Linked DNA regions of Mus musculus: region 2 is linked to region 1. The links are chromatin contacts, called in public Hi-C maps. All regions are on one chromosome and are shown on one strand. The core of a region is the stretch at or near the end of the contact, and the rest is flanking DNA. Distances in the headings are between cores, read along the strand shown.

The links. A called contact is a pair of places that touch in the nucleus more often than the background predicts.
Region 2: a contact with region 1 is called in a Hi-C map of regulatory T cells, with 17 times the contacts expected there. The contact joins the promoter of Mul1 here to the promoter of Cdca8 in region 1. A contact is called at or near these places in 1 of 39 promoter capture datasets (pre-B cells), 2 of 484 Hi-C or Micro-C datasets (CD4 T cells and regulatory T cells) and 1 of 9 other capture datasets (liver).

Annotation. Positions count from the first base shown.
Region 1 is chr4:124,934,076-124,940,310 of GRCm38.p6, forward strand. Cdca8 (cell division cycle associated 8) reads right to left here and starts at 2,842. Exons shown (of 10, transcript NM_026560.4): 1 at 2,514-2,842; 2 at 2,280-2,408. The coding sequence starts at 2,607. 9930104L06Rik (RIKEN cDNA 9930104L06 gene) reads left to right here and starts at 2,973. Exons shown (of 5, transcript NM_177573.3): 1 at 2,973-3,258; 2 at 4,365-4,642. The coding sequence starts at 4,368.
Region 2 is chr4:138,431,843-138,438,077 of GRCm38.p6, forward strand. It overlaps Mul1 (mitochondrial ubiquitin ligase activator of NFKB 1), which reads left to right and starts at 2,830. Exons shown (of 4, transcript NM_026689.3): 1 at 2,830-3,037; 2 at 5,786-5,873. The coding sequence starts at 2,918.

The DNA of each region.
Region 1 (6,235 bases), core at 1,592-4,091:
AGAGAAACCCTGTCTCAAGAAAAAGACAAAAACAAAACAAAACAAAACAATGACCACAATTTAAAAAAAAAGACAAAGAACTCCTCATGGAATCCAGGGTCTACAGTTAAGATCCTGGGCCTTACAGACAGAATGATGGGGAGCAAACAGACTCTGCCTCCATATGTGAGAACCTGAGTAATGTATCTCTCTGGGCCCCAGTGTTATCCTCCTAAAACTGGCCTATTTGCCAGCGTGGTGGCACATGCCTTTAATCTGAGAACTTTGGAGATAGAGGCAGGTGGATCACAAGTGTGTTCAAGGCCACCTTGATTTATATAAGAGTTCCAGAATAGCTGGGGTTATTAGGGCTGCAAAGAGAGCCTGTCTCAAAAACAAAACTGGCTCATCCTATTAATGCTTATTCAGTTCATACTTACTGGCTGCTACTCCCATCTTGTTTGTCGTACTTTATTTCTAAATTCTGTATGAATTTTTAAGCGGTCCTTCTCCACTACCCCTGTGGTGGGACAATGTCTGCTTTTCCTAGGTGCATCTTTAGTGCCTAGCCTAGTGAGTGACACTTAACTTTGTAGAAATGAATGAACAGAAAGATTAATAAGGCATGACAGAAGAATTTTGTTAGCAAAACATGCACTTGTACCTAGGAAGGAGGAGGCACACTGGTAGATATAGTGATGAGGAAGGCAGAGGAAGCAGCTGGAGAGAAAGGAGCCTCCATGCTTCCTCAGGGGTTTCACAAATGGCGGGAAATGGGCTGACATTTTTCTCTGGTCAGAAAACCACTCTTATCTTTTTTTTTTTCTCCTCAAGACAGGGTTTCTCTGTGTAGCCCTGGCTGTCCCGGAACTCACTTTGTAGACCAAGCTGGCCTCGAACTCAGAGATCCACCTGCCTCTGCCTCCCAAGTGCCAAGATTAAAGGCGTGCACCACCACTGCTCGGCTATGATTATCTTGTTATGTTCACCTGGCTTTGTTTCAGAAGGAGACTAACTTGTTCTGCTTATGTTCTGCTTCTGTAACCCCGCCCATTTTGCTTGCTAAATCCCCCATTTGAAGACGCACCCCCCCCCCACCCAACCACTGAGCTGTAAGAGACTTGACTTCCTCACATCCAATGCCGATCTCTCAAACCCAGCCGTAGGGGGAGGCAGCCTGCATACACTAATGAAAACGCTTGCGTTAATTTATTTGGCCGTGATGATTTGTGATTTGTCTTTTGTTTTTGTTTTTTATTTTGGTTCTTCGAGACAGGGTTTCTCTGTATAGCCCTGGCTGTCCCTGAACTCACTCTGTACACCAGGCTGGCCTCGAACTTAGAAATCCACCTGCCCTGCCTCCCAAGTGCTGGGACTAAAGGCGTGCGCCACCACTGCCCGGCCTACTCCTATCTTTGTAGTTCACAAGACAGAGCTGTTTGAGGATACTGTCCGAAATGAGCTCTGACAAAAAACAAATAATTTTTCTCTTAATTTATTCATTCATTTTAGAAGGCTGAGTTTGTACAAGTATTTCCCGGATGTGTGAAAATTATGTGAAATTGACATTTCAGTTTGCCCAGAAATCAAACTCATCACGGCTCTTTTGGAACTGTAACAGAAATGCAGTTCCAGAACTCAAGACTGTTTGTTACCTGGCCTGCTAAGGACAGTGGTTTGCCTACCACTGGCCTGGCTGGATGGCAGGCAGTTTCCAGTGGGGCTGAGCAGTAGGGTCTCCCCAAAAGATGGATGTGTTCTCCCAAAACACTCCCCCTGGATACAGAGATGCTGAGAAGACATGATGCGTCCTGCTCTTACAGTCCTCTCCCTCCGCTGTTAAGCTGCAGGACAACTCTTACTGTCCTACTGAGCGACTGCATCCCTGCCTATTGGCAGGTAGGCTAGCATAGGTTAGGTCATGTCAGTGCGGAACAGCCTCCCCCAACCCCTGAAAAACCTTCAATTATCAGCTCACTTTGTACTATAGATTTGAGATCTCGGCCTCGCCCCTCTTCCTTCAGGCCTCCATCATTCTATTTCTGGTATATCTCTTCTAAAGCTCTCCCATTCAAACGTGAAGGTGAGATGCACTGTCCTAATAGCGCTCATCTGAAGGGTAATTCATGCCTACTTCTTTCCTATGGGCCCACCATTCTTTTATAAGTTATGACAGATGGCAATTTCCTACCGGTGGTTATTTTAGACCTTATTAAGAAGGGGACATCTGAATGAGTCCCTACAATAAGCTTTCAAGATAAGCACTCGTTGGTCACGGGGAAAACGCTAGCAGCTCTTACCGAAGTAGTCAAGCCACTTCATCCCTTGCAGCGCCTTGGGGAGCCGAAGGATCTCGATGTTGTACAGATTTTCCACCTCCTTGAGGAGGGTCTGTCTGTCGGACTCAATTTGCTTGGTTCGAACTTGCACTGCAAAGAGGTGAAAGCGGACGGATCCCGCGTCAGGTGTGCGAAGCCGTCGCATCCGCGTCCCAACCCACCCAAAACCCACGATCACGCGAATCCACCCCTTACCCTCGCGGTCGAAGTCCTTCAGGAAGGAGGCGAGCTTCCGGCTCCGCAGCGTGTTGGTCCTGGTTCCGCGGCTGCTGCGTTTCTTGGGAGCCATGGCGCCTGGCTGCGTCGAGCGAGGGGCCAAGCAGCCGGCTCCGCGACTGAGACGGGGAGAGGGTGTGAGCGGTCGGAGAGCTGAGAAAGTTCAGTCGTTGGAGTCTAGGTTTCCAGAACTCTGCCGAAACCTACCTGCAGGTCCCAAAACACAGTCTGAGGAACCCTCACAGCTCCAACTAAGGGACGGGCGGCTCCTCGGTTAACCGCCACCCAATTCAAACTCAACGGGCACAGCCTAGCCAATAGCAAATCGCCGTCTTAGGACGGTTCTCACCACGCCCAATCACAATAAAGCTTCTTCTCCTTCCGCCAGCCAATCCTCATGGAGGACTTCAATGCCCAGATGTCATTGCGGCACACGCCATCTTTTCGCGACTCCAGAGTCGTGCTAACTGGAAGTAGAGTGGTGAGTTCGTTCTTGTGAATAAGCGCGGTGTAGTTTTTGATGTACTCAGCGTTGACATCGCAGGATTTACGTTTTCCTGTTGATTTAGGGCTGGAAATCTTAAAGAGAGGCGACAAGACTGACTCCAGAAGCACAGGTCCCGGAACAGACAGACCCCAGAGACTCGCAGTCTAAAGCAGATTGCCCTGTCGTGAAGAAACCCCTTCGGAAGACCCGAAGCAACGGTCTTCCTGCAGAGAGAAGGTAAGAGGACCGCCAGAATCAATATTCTTGAGTGTCCGCGGTTACAAGACAGAGACACAGCTCCACTCTGCAGCGTGGGGAGTTGCCCTAGCCTTTTAAGGACTTGAGCTCAGTTGATGGCCCTGACGCTGAAAAGAACTCAGCACTAGCTGAGCTCAGTTGATGGCCCTGACGCTGAAAAGAACTCAGCACTAGCTGATTTATGAAGCAGAGTTACATGAACATATTTGCTACGGGGCCTCACCATATAACGCTGGCTATCTTGGAAGTCTCTGTGTATACTAGTTTGGCCTCGAACTCACAGAGATCTGCTTGTTTCTGTCTTTCCAGTGCTAGGATTAAAGATGCATTCGACAACTCCCAGCCTATGGCTGTTTTAAATACAGGCATAAGCACAAGAATTAAGAGAGAGAGGCAGGCACCTAGGCATAAAAGACACTTGCATGCTCCTCAGAGAATCTCAGAAAGTTAGACATAGCCACGTGGGTATGAGATTCTCTAGGGAGATCAGCAGTTGATTTTCTTTCTTTTCCCCCAGTTTCTTGAGACCAGGCTGGCCTCAAACCCAAAACCCGGCTCTGCTTCCAGAGGGCTGGAATTAAAGTCATGTTACATTAGCCACAATTACTTATTTTGGTGGCTTTCAGTTTACATCTCAAAAGGGTTTCTAAAAACCCTTGTGACTCCCTTCAAACAAGAAGTTGTTTGATAAGAGAAGTAAGTGAGGTGGCTTTCAAGATTCTTTGATGGTATTAAATCCTACAGATGTAAATGGGGTAGTGTGTGTCCTTTCTCTGTAAATGGGATTCCTGGTGAGATTTCTAGAACATGGAAGATTTACAGCAGGAAGGAAGAAAGGCTGTTCACAGTTGGTAAGTGTACTTGCAGGAATTCTTCCTTCATTGTTGGCTGAAGGTGTCAGCCCACTTCCAGGACTAGGAGTTCTTGTTTGTGTCCCCCAAAGTCTCCCTACCTTTCATTATTGCCTTGGGACTATTTGAAGACCAACAGCTGGTCTTCTCCTGAGGTCGGAAATGACGCAGCCTTGATGCAGGCCCTCCCTTCTGGTACCCTGACTCCCTTTTGTTTTGTTTATTTTTTCCCAGAAAATGGCTCATGACCAGCCTCTGCTGGTTGTGCAGGAGGCCCTGAGGAAGTGCTTCCCTGTGGTGGAGGAACAGCAGAACCTGTGGCAGAGCACCCTGCAGGACTGCTCGCCCCTCCTGTCCTCTCTCAGTAACCTGGCTGAGCAGCTGCAAGCCGCACAGAGTCTGCGCTTTGAGGATGTGCCAGCCCTGCGTCCCTTTCCAGACTTACAGGAGCGGTTGAGGCGCAAGCAGCTGGAGGCTGGTGACGTTGTTCTGGACAAGCTAGCTGAGCGGCTGTAAGAGGCTCTGTTGTCCCCCTTTGTTGATGGACAGATCTTAATGCCGCATGGCATCCCAGCCTCAGTCAGGGGGTCCTACAGAAATCGACAAAAGCAAGTCAGGAGTAATCATGCTGGAGCTAAGTTGAATGTCTGTGAGTTCGAGGCCAGCCTGGACTACATTGTAAGACCATGCATGTCTTTAAAACAAAACAAAACAACCCAAATCAGGCCAGGTGTTTAATCTCAGCACTAAGGAGGCATATACAAGCAGATCTCTGAGTTCAAGGCCAGTCTGGTCTACATAGAGAGTTCCAAGGCAACCAGGGCTACACAGATAAACCCAGTCTCAAAATAAATAAGTAAGTAAACAAACAAATAAATAAAAATAACCCCAAACCAACTAAATAAATGGAAGAAATTACAAAAGCAGAAAAGAAGAGGGTGGCGAGGAGTGCAGCCCTCTTCTGTCGTTGTCCTTGGTGTACTGCAGTTCAGGGAGAGCTGGGAGTAAGGACTGTGTGTCCGGGACCTTGTACACCTCTGCCTTATACCTGTCTATGCACTTGGAAGCAAGAAAAGGGAAACTCAAACTGATTGTCCTGATCACAGAGTCCGTGAGAAATAGAGCCAGGAATCTGAAGTGGGCCTGCCACTTAAGCTGGGGCTTCTTACCACCACCTGGTTCTACACACAAGTGGATACATGTGTAACTAAGTAGCCCAAGAAACAGTAACAACACAGGTGTTACACAGATACTCTGTTTTCTGCTTTTTTTTTTTTTTTTTTTTTTTTTTTTGGTTTTTTTGGAGACAGGGTTTCTCTGTATAGTCCTGGCTGTCCTGGAACTCACTTTGTAGACCAGGCTGGCCTCGAACTCAGAAATCCGCCTGCCTCTGCCTCCTGAGTGCTGGGATTAAAGGTGTGCGCCACCACACCCGGCTTCTGCTTGTTCTTGATGTTAGTCATCGACTATAAGCAGGTCTTACACACTTGAGGATTTTGGATTGTTTCCTGTTTTTACACCATAAGCCACAGTAGGATATTTAGAGCTAGCGTTCTGGGCTAGAGGATCCCTTGTCCATTGGGAAGTTGCAGCCTTTGTTTTAGTGATGGGTTCCTTAGAGTCAGCATTCGAATACTATGTAGCCACTGCCAAAGGCACTTTACACACATCATAGTATTTATCTTTCCAGTGACAATTCATTCACTGATTGTGTGTTTGCTGTTCTTGGGAAACACAGTGAGCAATGAAGCCTTTATGCACAGGGGAAATAACTCACATTCTCAAGCAGTCTGTGCATGTCGAGCCCACATTGCCATTGAAGAACTGGCCAGACAAGGGCAGTTAAGATGGCTCCTGGGGTAGAGGCACTTGCCGTGTAAGCCTGATGACCTGGGTTCAATCCACGGGCCCATGGAAAGGTGGAAGGACAGAGTGGATGCCACAAAGTAGCCCTCTGATCTCCAAGCATACTCTGTCATGTGCATGCCCTTCCCTCATACTAAATTAACAAGGGTATAGCTCAGTGGTAGACCGCTTCCCTAACACGTCTAAGGGTTTGAGTCCCCTCTGAAACAAAACTTAACAGGACAGTAGTGGTTTGAGAA
Region 2 (6,235 bases), core at 1,580-4,079, about 13 Mb after region 1:
GTCCTTCCTCAACTCAAAAGGTTTTGGATCGTAACCTCCCAAAAGATCATGAAGCTGAGGCCAACATTCTCCAGGAACCAGTTTCCTTCTATGGAAGAAAAAAAAGAAAAACCCTAAATATGATCAGCCTTTTGTGAATCATTCTAGAGACCCAAAAACATTCTCTTCTAAGCTAGGAGTGACACAGGGTTGTAATTCTTGCACTTGAAAAGCCCTTCAAGCAAGAAGATTAGGAGTTCAAAAGTCATCACTGGCTACTTATTGAGGTGAAGGCTGGTCTGTACTATCTGAGCTTCTGACTCAAAAACAAAAGGAACATAAAAGCAGTATTCTTCTCCATTCTTTTAAAAGTAAATAGGGTTGTTGGGCATGGAGGAGTGTATCTTTAACCCCATTACTCTGCAGGCAGAGGTAGAGAATCTCTGAGTTTGAGGACAGTGAGTCCTAAGCTAGTGAGCACTACACAGTGAGATCTTGTCTCAACAACAGCAAAGGAAACCAAAAATAGAATCCTATTCAGACACATTTGCAGTCTGCCTTCTCATTTTTCAACTCATAGATATCAGGGATCTGGGGACAGAGACACAGCTCCCCACTGTCACCCACAGCAGAGTTTCCCTAGACTTTTAGGGACTTCAACTCAGATCAAATGGATTCCTGGCTTCAACGAAAAAAAAAAAAGTGTTCCAGGGCCAGTCAGTATAATGAGACAGAGTTGGAGATTTTTATTATAGATATCTTGAGGGTTAGAGGAAGCATTGAGAAGACACACCCAAGTGTGGGAATAGGTTCCCCAGGGGAACATGGCAATTGACTGGCTTACCATTAGCTAGACCCATTAGGTGGCTCTCATGCTACATCTCAAGCAGTTGCTAAGAAGCCCCTCCCTGTCATTTGATATGTGAGATTGCAGTTGCCTTGGATAGAATTCCGATTTAGAACCCTAGGGTTGCAGAAGGGAGCTGGTACATTGCAGGTTTTCCGCAAATGAGGTTTCTGGTGAAATTCCTAGAAAATCGCAGGTTTACTGCTGGGAAGGGAGGAAGGCCTTGGGCAATTATTAATTTTGCTGGAATTATATTTTACATTTATTTATTTGTTGTGCACATGTTGGCAATATACACGCCATAGCCTGTGAGCGGAGATCAGAGGACCGTGTTTGACAGTCGGTTCTCCTTCCATCCCGTGGGTCCCAGGGACTGAACTCAGGTTGGACAGCAAGCGCAGAGCTTTACCGGCTAGCTGTCTTAGCACCCTTATGCTGGAATTCTTCTCTGGCAAGAGCCTTTGACCAAATTGCTGAGAAACGTGCTTCTTTTTCCTGTCCCAACGTTTTTCCTGCCTCAACAAACGTTTCAAATTTTATTCAACCAACTGACTATTGGAATTAGATCATTTTTATTCTTTTGTTATTTAAAAAGCACTCCAATGAATATCATTAGGTCTATTTTGAGGAATTTAAAGGATAACCTATAGGACACTGCAAGGAGAACCCAGGCTTTGCAGGCAGATGTGCTGGCTAAGACTTGCGGCGACTCTGATGTCTGAGAGGAGTTGGACGAGTTCTCCAAAGGTCACCTGGGTTGAAGCCCATTATCATTTTTAGTTAAAGGTCTGAGTGTATTTATATTCTCCCCACCACTTGTTTTTTTGAGACAAGGCTTCTCTGTGTAGTCCCAACTGTACTAGAACTCGTTCTGTAGACCAGGCTGGCCTTGAACTCAGAGGTCTGCCTTCCTCTGCTTCCTGAGTGCTGGACTGTGTGTATTTCTTAACCGAAGCCTCAGTTTCCTCTCCTGAAACTCTACTGTGGCAGTGGTTGAATGCATCAAATGCTGGTCTGGAGTGACTGGGACGGAGCTAAGTGGAAGAACACTTGAAACCCTGGGTTTGGTCCCTAGATAGTGGAGTGAAACACAGGCCAGGCCTAAGAAATACGAACTACAGTACAAGGCATATAATAGTCACTCAATAAAAATATTTGCTGTTATTATTAAATAAGCAGTATGCTGTTTTGGGGGTGGCGTGGCAGTAGATTAAGAGCTATTTTCGCGATTCAACTGGTGTAGAATCAATTCAACTGGTGTAGTGGTTGAGGGCTTTGAAGCTGGACTAATTTTTCTCCAGCTCTCCTTTGCAGTATGGCTCCGACCATGTTCTCCATCCCCTCTGGCCCCAGTTTCTTTTTTCTTCTTCTTTCTTCTCTTCTTCTTCTTCCTCTTCCTCCTTCTTCTTCTTTTTTGGTTTTTCGAGACAGGGTTTCTCTGTATTGTCCTGGAACTTACTTTGTAGACCAGGCTGGCCTCGAACTCAGAAATCCGCCTGCCTCTGCCTCCCAAGTGCTGGGATTAAAGGTGTGCGTCACCACGCCGGGCTAGTTTCTTCATCTTTAAAAGCCAGGTTTCAAGGTTCTCCGATAGCTTAAAGCCTAACACTTCTTGGTGCTGAACACGCGTTTTACTCAGCTCCCCATCTGACGGCGGCGACATCAAATAATCCAGCAAGGGCTGGAGAAACAGACCAGTGAGTAAAGGTGCTTTGCCACCATGGCTAAGAACTTGAGTTCCATCCCAAGGACCCATAAAGTAGGAGAAACCGGGACGCTCAGATCGAGTCCTGCCCTCTATAGGTGCACCAAGGCACGCTCTCATAGGATAAATTAGATGTCATTTAACAATAACGGAGCAAGAACGTCTAGAAACCCGGAGGGAGAGCTCCCACGTGACCACAGCCAGCCCCACCGGTTTCCCAGGAGGCCGCAGTAACGTCGCAACCACCTAGGCAACGTCTTTGCTCCACCCCCGTCCTCCACTTCCGGTTTTTACGTCATCGACGGGCGACGGGTTCCGGGAAGGGCTGCGCGGCTGCGTAGGGGTCGCAGGTGATTTCGAGGCGGCTGGTGCGGCTTGGGGTCGCCATGGAGAGCGGTTCGCGACCGTCGCTCGGCCAGGTCATCCTGCTGGGCACCAGTTCGATGGTCACCGCCGTACTGTACTCCATATACCGGCAGAAGGCCCAGGTCGCGCAGGAACTCAAGGTCAGTGCGGGGGGTGGGGTGGGCAGCCCGGTCTCACTGGCAGCTCGCGCCGGGGCGCACCGGGGAGCCACAGGGCCCCAGACGACGCGCAGCCAGAGGGGATCCCGGGCACCTGCTGCAGCGAGGCTGCCCCCCCCCAGTGACCCTCAGTGTCACTGGACGTTATTGCAGTGCTGTAAAACTGTTTCTCGAAAACCTGCTGGGCACCAGGTAGTGAGAAAAACAGGCCATTGTCCTGGTGCACAGTGCATTCTAGGTCAACCACACGCCTACACGTAATTGGATCGTGTGATAGGGCGAGAATCGGGTTGGAGTAGGGCAGAGAAAAGCGGAAAGATAGGGAAACGGAGAGTTCCGTTCCTTTTGCTATAGTAAAATATCTGACAGAAAGCAGCTTAGGAGAGGGAGAAGGGTTATTTCGTTTGTAGTTTCAGGTTACCATTCATCATCGCGGGGAAGTCCAGGCCAGGAACTTGAGTCAGCTGCAAATCACGTCTGAGTCGAGAGAAACAACTATTAAACAGTCCAGAGCCCAGACCTAGAGAATGGTGTCAGTCACAACACAACAGCGAGTTTCCCCCCTTCAGTTAGAGCTATCAGGACAGTGTCTAAACAGCTATGCCTACACAGGCTGACTCAATATAGACAGTTCCTTGTTGAGACACTCTTTCCAAGTGATTCTAGATTATGGCCATTGACAGGGGGGCGTCGCCATTTTAAACAAGGTGATACTTGGGTCGGAGATGGAGGATGTGAAGATATGTAAGGCAGGGGTGATTCCAACGTGAAGAACAGCAAACTTAGAGGCTCATTTGGAGAACAGAGAACTTAAAGGCTCATCTATTTAACCGCTCCGCTCCAGGTTTCTACAGTCATTTCTTTGTATATTATAGTTACTTTAAAACTACATTCTCATTTGAGGGTTGCACTTAACAGCTCAGACGGCACATTTCCGTCTCTGTTTTATTTTTGTCTCCAGTCCCAGGTGATCTTTTGGCCTCTATTGGGTACCAGGCATGTATGTGATACACAGACATGCATGCAGGCAAAACCACCCATATAATAAAAAGTAATAAGGTAAAGATGTGAAAGGCCCTTGCTTTTGTGTTAGGACCCAGAGATAAAGCTGGGGTGGAGCGGAGCCCCCAGGGGTCTTCGCCCTCACTGGCTTGTCGCTGTTAATTTAGCTTTTGTAGTTGGCTTGTTGAGGACTGGTGGCTGAGGCTGGCTCTTATGGGTACCGTGGCACAGCTCTGCCTGGAACTCCAGCAACACGACACTTTTTGTCCTCCTTTCTTAGTTGACCGCCTTGCTCTGTGGCACCTGTCAAGCTGACGAACCTTGAAAGGGCGGGGGGATCATCTTCATCTCTCGGTTCTTACCTCAGCGTGTGACGAGCAGTAGCTGCCCAGCGCATGGTGGTGGTGTTATGCTGGCTGGAATTTCACAGTCCATCAGCCAAAGACTTGTTCTGGCAGTTGTATGGAAGATGGACTTTGGAGCCCAAGTCTTATCACCAGGTTGGTTTCAGTAAGGGCTCAGAAACAAAACCGTGGAGTTCTGCAGTGAAAAGGATTGGATCAGAAGTTCCCAGTGTAACGAGGCAGAGGCAGGTGGGTCTCTGAGTTCAAGGGACACCAACCAACCAACCAAACAAACAAACAACCCAGAAAACCAAGCACAAAAAGACAAACAAAAAACCCAGAACAAACAACAACAAAACAAGTGAAGGACACCTGCAGATGAACGATACGTCCTAGGCCAGCCTGTGGTACTTGAGACTTAGTCCCTAAAAGGATGAAATAACCCTTCCTGGAAAAAGCTGTGGGAGCCCTAGTGTCCGCTTGCACCTGTTGGTCAGGTCACAGCTTACAGAGCTGAGTTTGTACTTACTCCCGTGTTTTTCCTGGTGACACGAATGTTTGATTATTGCATGGCTTCTGTCGTAGGGTTTTACTGCTGGGAACAGACACCATGACCAAGGCAACTCTTATAAAAGACAGCATTTAACTGGGGCTGGCTTACAGGTTCAGAGGTTCAACCCATTATCATCAAGGCAGGAACATGGCTGCATCCAGGCAGGCATGGTGCAGGAGGAGCTGAGAGTTCTCCATCTTCATCTGAAGGCTGCTAGAAGAATGCTGGCTTCCAGGCAGCTAGGACTAGGGCATTAAATTAAACCCACACCCTTAGTGACACACCTACTCCAACAAGGCCACTTCTAATAGTGCCACTCCCTGGCCCAAGCATAGACAAACCATCACAACTTCCATGTGTCCGCTCTGGACTGTGTTTTCCCATACCTCAGAGTTCATTTATCCCACTCAGAAAATTCCATGAGATCGTCTTCTCCCTCCCTTTACAGTTTGGAAGCAGACTCAGATGAGTGAAGTTGTTCAGAATCGTCAGGGATATGCTGCTGCTTGAGCTAGCCCGGTCTCTGCTGAGGTTCCTTCTACAGTGTGCCAAGCAGCTAGCACCTTTTAGATACGCATGTAAAAGTACTTATGTGACAGGAGTTTTGTGTTGAACTGGAAAGCAGATGGTGACACCTCCAGCCTTGGGGAAGGGGAGCCCAGTGCCCCTGGCCTAACCATGTTCAAGTTTCCGGGCCAGACTTCAGAAGCAGAGCCTCCTGATTGCCCTCCTGTCGGCCTCCTCATCCCTCAGCCCACGACACCTTAAGTCTATAGAGTGTGTCAGTATTCAGAGGCCAACTGAATATCTATCTATTTATTTTGCATCTAGGGAGCTAAGAAGATTCATCTGGGTGAAGATTTAAAGGGCATTCTTTCAGAAGCACCGGGGAAGTGTGTGCCTTATGCTGTCATCGAAGGTGTGTTTGCTTGTTTAGTGTGTGTGGCAGCAGCTGCCTCATTCCAGGAGCCCATAAGGACCATCCTGGCTGACAGAAACACTCTCCCTTTTTAACATACTTGTTTATTTTATCTTGTGTGGGGGAGGGCAGGGTGAAGGTGCCACTCCACACTGGTGGAGGTCAAAGGACAACTTGGGGGGGTTGGCTCTCTTTCCACCTTCTTGTAGGTAGGTTTTCCAGGGTTCGGGCACTTAACCTGCCCGCCCTCCTAAGAGCCTTTTGATGGTGTTGGGGCAAGGTGACCAAAGCACTGTGGACTTGGGATTGTTTTAGAGAGACTCAGTGTGGTATAAGGTAGTTTAGGGCCCAGTGATGTGGCT